Linked DNA regions of Zea mays: region 1 is linked to region 2. The links are chromatin contacts, called in public Hi-C maps. All regions are on one chromosome and are shown on one strand. The core of a region is the stretch at or near the end of the contact, and the rest is flanking DNA. Distances in the headings are between cores, read along the strand shown.

Region 1 (5,264 bases), core at 645-3,144, 220 kb after region 2:
TTTTTTTAACCGCTGCCACTACCTCTCCATCAGCACGAATTACAAGAAAGGCCGGGGTGATGGCATTATTAGTTTATTACCTCTAGTGCTAGGTGGTTGCGGTAACAGCAGCAGCAGTAGATCCCATCTAGCGGCGCGAGGGCATGTGCCGCCCTCCGTCCATCAATGGGCGGCGTGGATCTGATGCATCCTTTTGTTTAACCTCTGCAGAGCGGGAGCAGGCGGGGCAGAGATCTAACAGTAAGAAAGTGCTGTGATTGTTAATTAGTCTGTTAATGCGCGACGGAACTTATAATCTAACAGTTGTGTTACCACCGCTTCACCCAGTAGCGAGTACTCCAGCTGTGATCTGCCCCCTTTTTACTTTGTTTTCTTTACCCCCACTTTTCACCTTTCGGCTAATTTCAACCATCCAGATTCTTGCTTCGGTTGCTTGCCATCCCTGTAGTGCCTGTAACAATCACAAGTTCACGCCACAGGTGGTTTGGACAAAAGGTTATTGTAGTAATTATAAGTGGTTTTTTTTGGAAGTGAGCATACGTACTGAGTGAGGGAAATGAAGAGTTGTTTACTATCCTTACGTTCTAGATTATAAGTTATCTTGGACCATAAAAACAGTTCATTAGAAGGTTTAGGACCTATTCAGTATTAGGAGGAGTAATTGTTAACTAGCTAAAGTTAACTAAAATCATAATCTGTACCTCATTCAAACAGAAGATATTTTTTTATCAGTCTTTAGCTAGCTATAATCAACTAGTTACCTAGCTAACTCCAGATAAATTCCAAGTGTTTTTTTAGCTCTAAGGGCGTTCCAATTGTTAGCTACTAGCTAGATTCACTCTATTTCCTACATGGATAGAAAATATGGAGAAGACGAGAATAGCTAGTGACGAATGACGAGCAAATATATAAGAGATTTCACGTATTCCAGAAAACTGAGTGTATTACGTGTGGACCATATACTAGTAGTAAGATAAGTTATTAATTTTATTATTCCTTGAGCTCTACATCAGCTAGCTATTTGAGATAGCCATTACGGACTCCGTAACTAGTAGCTAGTCCTAGTGATTTAAACATGCCCCCTGTCGAAGTAAAAAATAAACAAAAACGGGCTAGAAACTGTAGGAAAACGGAGGGAGAAGTTACATGCCACGTGTTGGTGGCCACTGTTATTGTAGGCGAGCCGTTACGTTCCCAAGATATTCTTTGCCCACTGCCCCCCGCCATCGCTGTCGCATGGCATGATGCGCTTGCCATGCTCACCGCACGCAGATGCCGCGGCAGGCAGCGCGGCGTGCGTGGTGAAAAAGTCTTTGCGCTGCCCGTCCGCCCGATTCTTTGTTTTCCTCGGCAGGAAGCCAGGAAGGGTTACACAGAACGCTGCGTAGGCTGTAGCATCATCATCCATGCAGCCGCAGCGGCTTCACTTCACACAGCCTTTTCATGACGGCGGAGCTGCCTGCCTCAACTGAAACCTGACCGACGCGATGCGATGCAACAGCTTCAGACGACCTTTAGTGGATGTGATTCACCATCTTTTCTTTGAGTGCCAAACTAAAGGGGTGTTTGGTTGCTCCTGCTAAAGTTTAGCCCGGGTCACATCAAGCGTTTGACTTTTAAATAGGAGTATGAAATATAGACCCAACCAACTGGACTAGATTCGTCTCGTCTTTTAATCTTCGGCTGACAAATTAGTTTTATAATCCGACTACATTTAATACCCGGAACGGAGGTTCAAACATTTGATGGGACAGAGGCTAAATTTTAGCGGGGTGTAACCAAACACCCCTAAGTCTCACTTCTCTTCCCCATCTCAGGACAGGTACAAATCAGTAGAAAAAACACTGTAACAACTGTAAAAATCAGTAGAATTAAAACCAAGCGCTGTTGTATCACCAGTCAGCACAGGTACATAATACTGTAATAAAGTAGCGTTGCTACTTGACAGAATGACAGTGCAATAAACAAGCATAGGGATGAGACCGGGGTGCGGTGCGGAGCGTCCTGAGTCCTGACGGCCGGCCTGCCTGAGTGCCTGACCCAACCGGTGGCCTCGGATCCGGAGATTCCGCAGACACACATGAGTGCCAGCCACTGCTACCCACACCACCCGCTCTCTCTCTCTCTCTCTCTCTCTCTCTCTCTCTCTCTCTTCTTCTCCCTCTCCTCCTGTCCTGGTACTTTGCAATGTCTGAACTTGAACCGGAACCAGCTTGCTGCCACCTAATCTGCCGTTTCTCGCTGCTTTCCTGCTCCACCTTTCCCTCTCTCCTGCTCATCGGCGTATAACAGCTGCACTGCATCCACGTTGTGGCGCATGGCCGTGGCAGTGGCGTGCCTCTGCCTCTTCTTCTCCCTCCGCTAAAACCTGTTGTCTTGTCAGTGAGGCTTCGCTTAAACCTCGCCACCAATCCACCTACTCCCTGGCTTTGCAAGCAAAGCAAAGCAAAGCCGCAGAGCCACTTTCTTTGCGCTGCGCTGCTGCTTCCGGCACAAGCAACGACACAGATTTGCAAGTGACACCAGCTGCAGCTGATCCTACAGCACCGCCTCACCTCATCCTCCTCATCGGCTTCATCGTCGTAGTTTGGTCGCCTGCCTGGGTGGATATGCTCTGGGAGTGAAGTGTAGTATCTCTCAAGTACAGTGTCAAACGCTGTCGGCTGCCTGCCGACCTGGCAGGCTGTGGTTTCGTAAGCTGAGCTGCAGAGGAGGATGCCTCCTGACGTGATGAACGGGAGGTGGAGGAGCGCGTGCGCGGCGGCGGCGGCGCCGCTGCTGCTGTGGTGCGCGCTTGTCCTGGCGTGCATGGGCAGCGCGCTGGCCGTGGACGCGCAGGGCGCGGCGCTGCTGGCCTGGAAGCGCACGCTGCGGGGCGGCGCGGAGGAGGCGCTGGGGGACTGGAGGGACTCCGACGCGTCGCCGTGCCGGTGGACGGGCGTGTCCTGCAACGCGGCGGGCCGGGTCACGGAGCTCAGCCTGCAGTTCGTCGGCCTGCACGGCGGCGTCCCCGCCGACCTGCACTCCTCCGCCGTCGGCGCCACGCTGGCGCGCCTCGTGCTCACGGGCGCCAACCTCACGGGCCCCATCCCGCCGCAGCTCGGGGACCTGCCGGCGCTGGCGCACCTCGACCTCAGCAGCAATGCGCTCACGGGGCCGATCCCGGCCGCCCTCTGCCGCCCGGGGAGCAGGCTCGAGAGCCTCTACGTCAACTCCAACCGCCTCGAGGGCGCCATCCCGGACGCCATCGGCAACCTCACGGCGCTGCGGGAGCTCGTCGTCTACGACAACCAGCTCGAGGGCCCCATCCCGGCGTCCATCGGCCAGATGGCCAGCCTCGAGGTGCTCCGCGCCGGCGGCAACAAGAACCTCCAGGGCGCGCTCCCACCGGAGATCGGCAGCTGCTCCAACCTCACCATGCTCGGCCTCGCCGAGACCAGCATCTCCGGCCCGCTCCCGGCGACCCTGGGCCAGCTCAAGAGCCTCGACACCATCGCCATCTACACCGCGATGCTCTCCGGCCCGATACCTCCCGAGCTCGGCCAATGCACAAGCCTGGTCAACGTCTACCTGTACGAGAACGCGCTGTCCGGGTCGATCCCGCCGCAGCTCGGCAGGCTCAGCAACCTCAAGACCCTGCTGCTGTGGCAGAACAGCCTCGTCGGCGTCATACCGCCGGAGCTCGGGGCGTGCGCGGGGCTCGCCGTCCTGGACCTGTCCATGAACGGGCTCACCGGCCACATCCCGGCGTCGCTCGGGAACCTGACGTCGCTGCAGGAGCTGCAGCTCAGCGGGAACAAGGTGTCCGGCCCGGTCCCGGCCGAGCTCGCGCGCTGCGCCAACCTCACCGACCTCGAGCTCGACAACAACCAGATATCCGGCGCCATCCCCGCCGGCATCGGCAAGCTCACGGCGCTGCGCATGCTCTACCTCTGGGCCAACCAGCTCACGGGGAGCATCCCGCCGGAGATCGGCGGCTGCGCGAGCCTCGAGTCGCTCGACCTGTCGCAGAACGCGCTCACCGGGCCCATCCCGCGCTCCCTGTTCCGGCTGCCGCGGCTCTCCAAGCTGCTGCTCATCGACAACGCCCTCTCGGGCGAGATACCGCCGGAGATCGGCAACTGCACGTCCCTCGTCCGGTTCCGCGCGAGCGGCAACCACCTCGCCGGCGCGATTCCTCCCGAGGTCGGTAGACTTGGCAACCTCAGCTTCTTTGACCTGAGCTCGAACAGGTTGTCAGGCGCCATCCCCGCGGAGATCGCCGGGTGCCGGAACCTCACGTTCGTCGACCTCCACGGCAATGCCATCGCCGGCGTCCTGCCTCCGAGGCTGTTCCACGACATGCTCTCGCTGCAGTACCTGGACCTGTCGTACAATTCCATCGGCGGCGCGATCCCGCCGGACATCGGCAAGCTCAGTTCGCTCACGAAGCTCGTCCTTGGCGGGAACAGGCTCACGGGCCAGATACCTCCAGAGATCGGCTCGTGCTCACGGCTCCAGCTCCTGGACCTCGGCGGCAACACGCTGTCCGGCGGGATACCGGCGAGCATCGGCAAGATTCCGGGGCTGGAGATCGCTCTCAACCTGAGCTGCAACGGTTTGTCGGGCGCTATACCGAAGGAGTTCGGCGGCCTCGTTCGGCTCGGCGTGCTCGACGTGTCGCACAACCAGCTCTCCGGTGACCTCCAGCCCCTGACCGCGCTCCAGAACCTTGTGGCCCTCAACATCTCCTTCAACGGCTTCACCGGCCGCGCGCCCGCGACGGCGTTCTTCGCGAAGCTGCCGGCGAGCGACGTGGAGGGCAACCCAGGCCTGTGCCTCTCGCGGTGCCCCGGCGACGCAAGCGAGCGCGAGCGCGCGGCGCGGCGCGCCGCCCGCGTGGCCACCGCGGTGCTGGTGTCCGCGCTCGTCGCCCTCCTCGCCGCCGCGGCGTTCCTCCTCGTCGGCCGCCGCGGACGCTCGTCGGTGTTCGGCGGCGCGCGCTCCGACGCGGACGGCAAGGACGCCGACATGCTGCCGCCGTGGGACGTGACGCTGTACCAGAAACTGGACATCACCGTGGGCGACGTGGCGCGCAGCCTGACGCCGGCGAACGTCATCGGGCAGGGCTGGTCCGGGTCGGTGTACCGCGCGAGCGTGCCGTCCACGGGCGCGGCCATCGCCGTGAAGAGGTTCCGGTCGTGCGACGAGGCGTCCGCCGAGGCGTTCGCGTGCGAGGTGGGCGTGCTGCCCCGGGTGCGCCACCGCAACATCGTCCGGCTCCT
Region 2 (4,707 bases), core at 1,313-3,812:
ACATGGAGCTCGATAGATTCTGAAGAATGGGCAGGCCTCCCGCCTAACATGCATAACCTAACCACAAGTACATCACTAAGATTCTGATCTGGTTCTAGAAGCGGAGGGGCTGCTAATGATGCATTGTTGTTCAAAGAGACATGTCGGCCACCCGCAAATCAGATGGGCAATCACAGCACAGTAATGCCGGGGCCGGCCCTACGGCGGCGAGACGAGAGGAAGGCTGGGACAAGGGGGAGGGAACAAAGACGGGTGGGCGCCATCGGTGTCCCCCTCCACTCCTCTACGGCTTTCAATTCTGCTCTATCTCCTCATCATTAAGTGCGGGGGGGAATGATGAGACAGTGACGGGTCTCGCCGGTCCTTGTCACAGCCACGATTCGTCAGCACGACGCGTTTAATTAGGCTTCCAATGCGCGAAGCAAACCCACGCGCGCGCCACAGTGAGCGACGGAGGCGACGGCGACGGCGACGGCGACAGCGACAGCGATGCGTCTCGCGCCTCTCGCCGTTGGACCACGCGGGCCTTCGTTCGTTCGTTGTGGTGTAGTACGTAGTACGGCGCACCGTTGTTTGGTTTGGGCGGGGGGGAGGGAGCTTTAACTTACCGAGTAGTACGGCGCCGCGGACACGACGCTCATGGGCGCGGCGGCGGGCGGCGACAGCGCGTAGAGCGCGGCCATGAAGAGCTGCGTGGAGCCGGTGCCGACGAGGACGTGGTAGCCGTCGTCCACGGCGGCGTTGCCGACCAGGCGGTGCAGCCGCCGCACCTCGTGGTCCAGCCCGGGCTCCAGGAACCAGCACACGTTGCCCACGTCCGAGAAGTAGCTCATGGTCTGCCACCCCGGGATCACGATCTCCGCGGCGGCCCCCGTCCCCCGCCAGAACTCCTCGAACATGGTCGGGTCGCCGCTGCAGCAGCCGACAACGCGAATGTCAACGCTAGCCAATATACAGTACTGTACTAGTACAAATTACAATACACATCAGCAGCAGTAAATTAATTAATAATAATAATACAGATGAAGCATCAACCAAACAAGGTCAGGTGCATTGCATATGAATCGCCGGCAAACCCGCGGTCTCGGGACAGACAGATTCGATCCCGCGCACCGGAGTTCATTCTCTCCGTCGACACCAACATTGCACAGCACAGGGGGACATGCCTCCCCCCATCCCGTGGAGTGTGGTTGCGGTGAATTAGTAATTAACATTCTCTCCGCCTCCGCCTCTAAACAAAGGACATGGGTGGGTGACGCTATTTGCCTATCGCTAACGAAGCTTAGCGAACATGCAGACGCGGCAGAGCAAGAAACGGAGGGCAGTTTTGGACTGAATACTCACTGGTCGAGGTTGATCACCGAGTCCGGCGTCACCGGCGGCTTGCCGGTGGACGGCGCCCCGGCGGCCTTGGGCACGGACGCCGCCGACGCCGCCGCCTCCACCTCCTGCCTCCCCCTACTGCTGCGGCTGACGCCGCCACCGTCTAGATGCGTCGGGCAGGCCTGGTGCTCCTGCCGGTGCCCGTGGTCGTGGTCGTGGTGCGACGGAGCTGTGCTGTTGACGTGGTGCTGGAGGAGGAGGCCGACGTTGAGGACGACAGAGACGAAGACGGCGGCCTGCAGGTTCCAGATCGGCGCCCGCCTCCTGGGCTTCCCGGCCAGCTGGGCTTTCCCGCGCGGCCTTTTGGTGGGCCGGAGCGCGGCCAGGTCAGAGCCAGGCCCTCCGCCGTTGGCCGTCTCCTCCCGACGGCTCGGCGCGCCGCCGCCGTTAGCGGTGAGGAGGCGCGCGGACGGCACCATGCCGCCGCCGGCGCCTTGGAAGCTGCCCTCGACCGCCGTGCCGAGATTTAATGCCGCCGAAGGCATGCCGCCGAGAGGGAAAGAAAGAGAGCGTGCTGCCAACGCCTACAGCAGCCTGCTCGTGCTAGCTCCAAACTCGGCCGGTGGGCCGCTCGCTAGCTAGCTAGCTCCCGGCTTCTTGGGGGCAGCACACGAACGATGGGGAAGAAAAAGAGAGGGATGGAAGAAAAAAAAAAGCTCTTTTGCAAGAAAACAGGTGGAACTAGTGTCCTTCTTGCCAAAGGAGGCGGCTGCGGCTGGCTGGCTGGCCGCCGATTAGGAAGGACCTCGAGCGGCGGACGAGCGAGATGCTGGATGGAAGCGGGTCGAAGAAGGTCCCTCCCCTTTCTTGGAGCTTTGGTTCCCCTCTGTTTTGACCTCGCTCTCTTTCTCGTCAGGTTCAGGCGCAAGTACACTGCGAGGCTTTTGCTGAAACCGACGACAGTAACTGAGCTTAACACTGCATTAGCTCAGCTGAACAGCAGCAGTGGGTACTGTAAGGAAGAAAGAACGTATAGCTAGGAGAGCAGAGGAGAGGAGAGAAAAGAGCGGCAGCACTTTATTAGCAGTGCTGCAAACAATGGAGAAGCTCTCAAAGCTAAGCTAAGCTTAGTGCTGCAGCAGGGACCAGCTAGACGAGGAGGGCAGGCAGGGGAGGACTCTGGAGATTAGTGATGCGGCATTTTATAGGGTCCAATCCAACCCAGACCCACCATGGATCCCCCGGACGCGATATATGCTTTCTGCCCTTCTGATGACGAAGCCACCCACTACACACCTCCGCGCTAGTGCTAGGGCACGCACGACACGGCCGCTGTGGACAAGCGAAAGCAGACAGGAACCGACCACGCTTGATCTCCTTCAGCTCGCCGCTTCCTGGCCGCCGAGCGCTCATCGGACGGTCCAGCCTTGACCGGCCCCAGTTCCCGGCCCGTAGTGTTGACGATGAGAGTTTGCGCTACTCATCATAATCGTACGATCTTATGATTGGCTGGTTGCTTTTCTGCGGATCGGTCTAGGCAGTGCCTGTATTCCTAGGCTCCTAGCTACTCCCTCCCGCCTTCTCCGGTCTGAAAAAACAAGTCCTTCACCACAAGATTTAAGTCAAAGGTATAAAACTTTGACTACTAATAATAATTTTGTTTTTAGTTTTGAAATGTAACATTTATATATTAATTTATCTTAAAAAGTACTTTTTTGCAAAAGTATAAATATATTAAGAGTTTATTTTTATTTTTTTAAAAAAATATTGGTCAAAGTTATATTTTAGAGACCGTGTTGCTATCTTAAACAACTTGTGTTGGGAGTAGCTTGGTATCAGAGTCGACGCTCATGGTGGTATCAGTTTATCTTTTTTCTAGCTAAATTTAGTTCTTCCGACTAACCTAAATAAAGTATGACCTAGTTAGCCATGGCCGACTAAATAGATACTAAGTGCTCACTTTTTCTCAATTTATAATTTATTTGACTTTTTTAGCAATTTATCCGCTAAATAGACTCTTAATCTCACTCGATGTTTATGTGTAAGTCTTATTTAGATAAGTGTATTAAGCTACATTTTTTCTCACCTATACAAAGTATTTTTTTCGTAAAAATGGTAAAGGACTTTGTTATAATGCAACAAAGAGCATATGTAATCTTATTTATCTTTAAGCTAACTGAAAAGAGTACAAGAAACAGACTATTCACGAATAGTCCGTCTTTATACGATTTTATATGCATATTGTCTCTTAACTGAATTTATAATTTAACAGCTTATGGTTGTATCATGTAGTTTCTTAACTACCTCTTATATTTAAAAAGCCATGCACACATAACGACAAAGGAACAACTGTCCCAAGTTTGCTTCACGTTTTTTTGATAAGACAGGAGGGGCGAGCCCCTACTGAAAATTTTATTAAAACTTTAAAATAACAGAGTTAGAAGCAGACAGAAAGCAGATTACAAAGGGTAAAACAGCCTAACTACAGCGGGAAAAGGAAAAGAAACGAGGTCTACTGCCAAAGCTGAAGCCATGCAGGAATTGTCGAATCAAAACGGCCTTTAGCCCTCAGCATGACAAGATGAAGTTCCCTTGCAAACTCGTTTTTGCAGTGTTGCACAGTCGGGGCTTTGTTCTGAAAAAACCATGCATTGCGGGTTTTCCAAATGCTCCAGTTCATGAGAATGACAATTTCCATAGAGAATGGAACATTGAGTTGTTGCATTAGGTTTACTGTCGCGGCCTCAGGATTAGCAATTCTGGGAGACGTCAAACCAATAGAAGTCCAGCAGGCCTTTGCAAAGTTACACTTGAGGAAAAGATGGTAAAGAGTTTCTTCCTTTTGCCAGATGCAGTTCTCACAAGTGTAGGACTCTAGGTTCATATTCTTCCTTTTCAGCAGATCTCTTGTATTGAGTCTGTTTTTTAGCCACAGCCCAAAAAAAGACCTTGTGCTTTGGTTGACACTTGTTTTTCCAAAGCAATCTGAAGATCTGGTGAACCTGGGCCTGACCCATCAAATGCTTATACGTTTTTTTTGTAGAGAAAATGTCTGCTCCCCAAATGAGTTTCCAAGAATCGTTTGTGCTGTTTACCATGATTTGGCCCCAGGTTGCGTCTAAGTCTAAAAATTGTTCATGAGCTTGAACCGACAGAGGAAGCTGGAAAATTTCAATAAGTTGCTCTTTTTGGAGAGCCTCTTTGATGGACAGTTTGCTGTTGCGGGCAAAGGAGAATAGTTCAGGGAATTGATTAGCCGGGATGCCCGAATTCCACATATCTTCCCAGAATAGAATGGTTCTTCCATCTCCAATTTTTGGGGCAGCCATACCCTTGTAATCTTGGACAAACGTAAGTAAGCTTTTCCACCAGAAGGAGCCAATT

What was found. A called contact is a pair of places that touch in the nucleus more often than the background predicts.
Region 1: a Hi-C map of leaf shows a contact between it and region 2, with 2.4 times the contacts expected there. The contact joins the promoter of LOC103634865 here to the promoter of LOC103634861 in region 2. A contact is called at or near these places in 4 of 25 Hi-C or Micro-C datasets (ear, leaf and tassel).

What each region holds. Positions count from the first base shown.
Region 1 is chr8:17,609,723-17,614,986 of Zm-B73-REFERENCE-NAM-5.0, forward strand. It overlaps LOC103634865 (LRR receptor-like serine/threonine-protein kinase), which reads left to right and starts at 1,895. Exons shown (of 2, transcript XM_008657448.4): 1 at 1,895-5,264. The coding sequence starts at 2,716.
Region 2 is chr8:17,392,824-17,397,530 of Zm-B73-REFERENCE-NAM-5.0, forward strand. LOC103634861 (tryptophan aminotransferase-related protein 2) reads right to left here and starts at 2,563. Exons shown (of 5, transcript XM_008657447.4): 1 at 1,345-2,563; 2 at 609-912. The coding sequence starts at 1,868.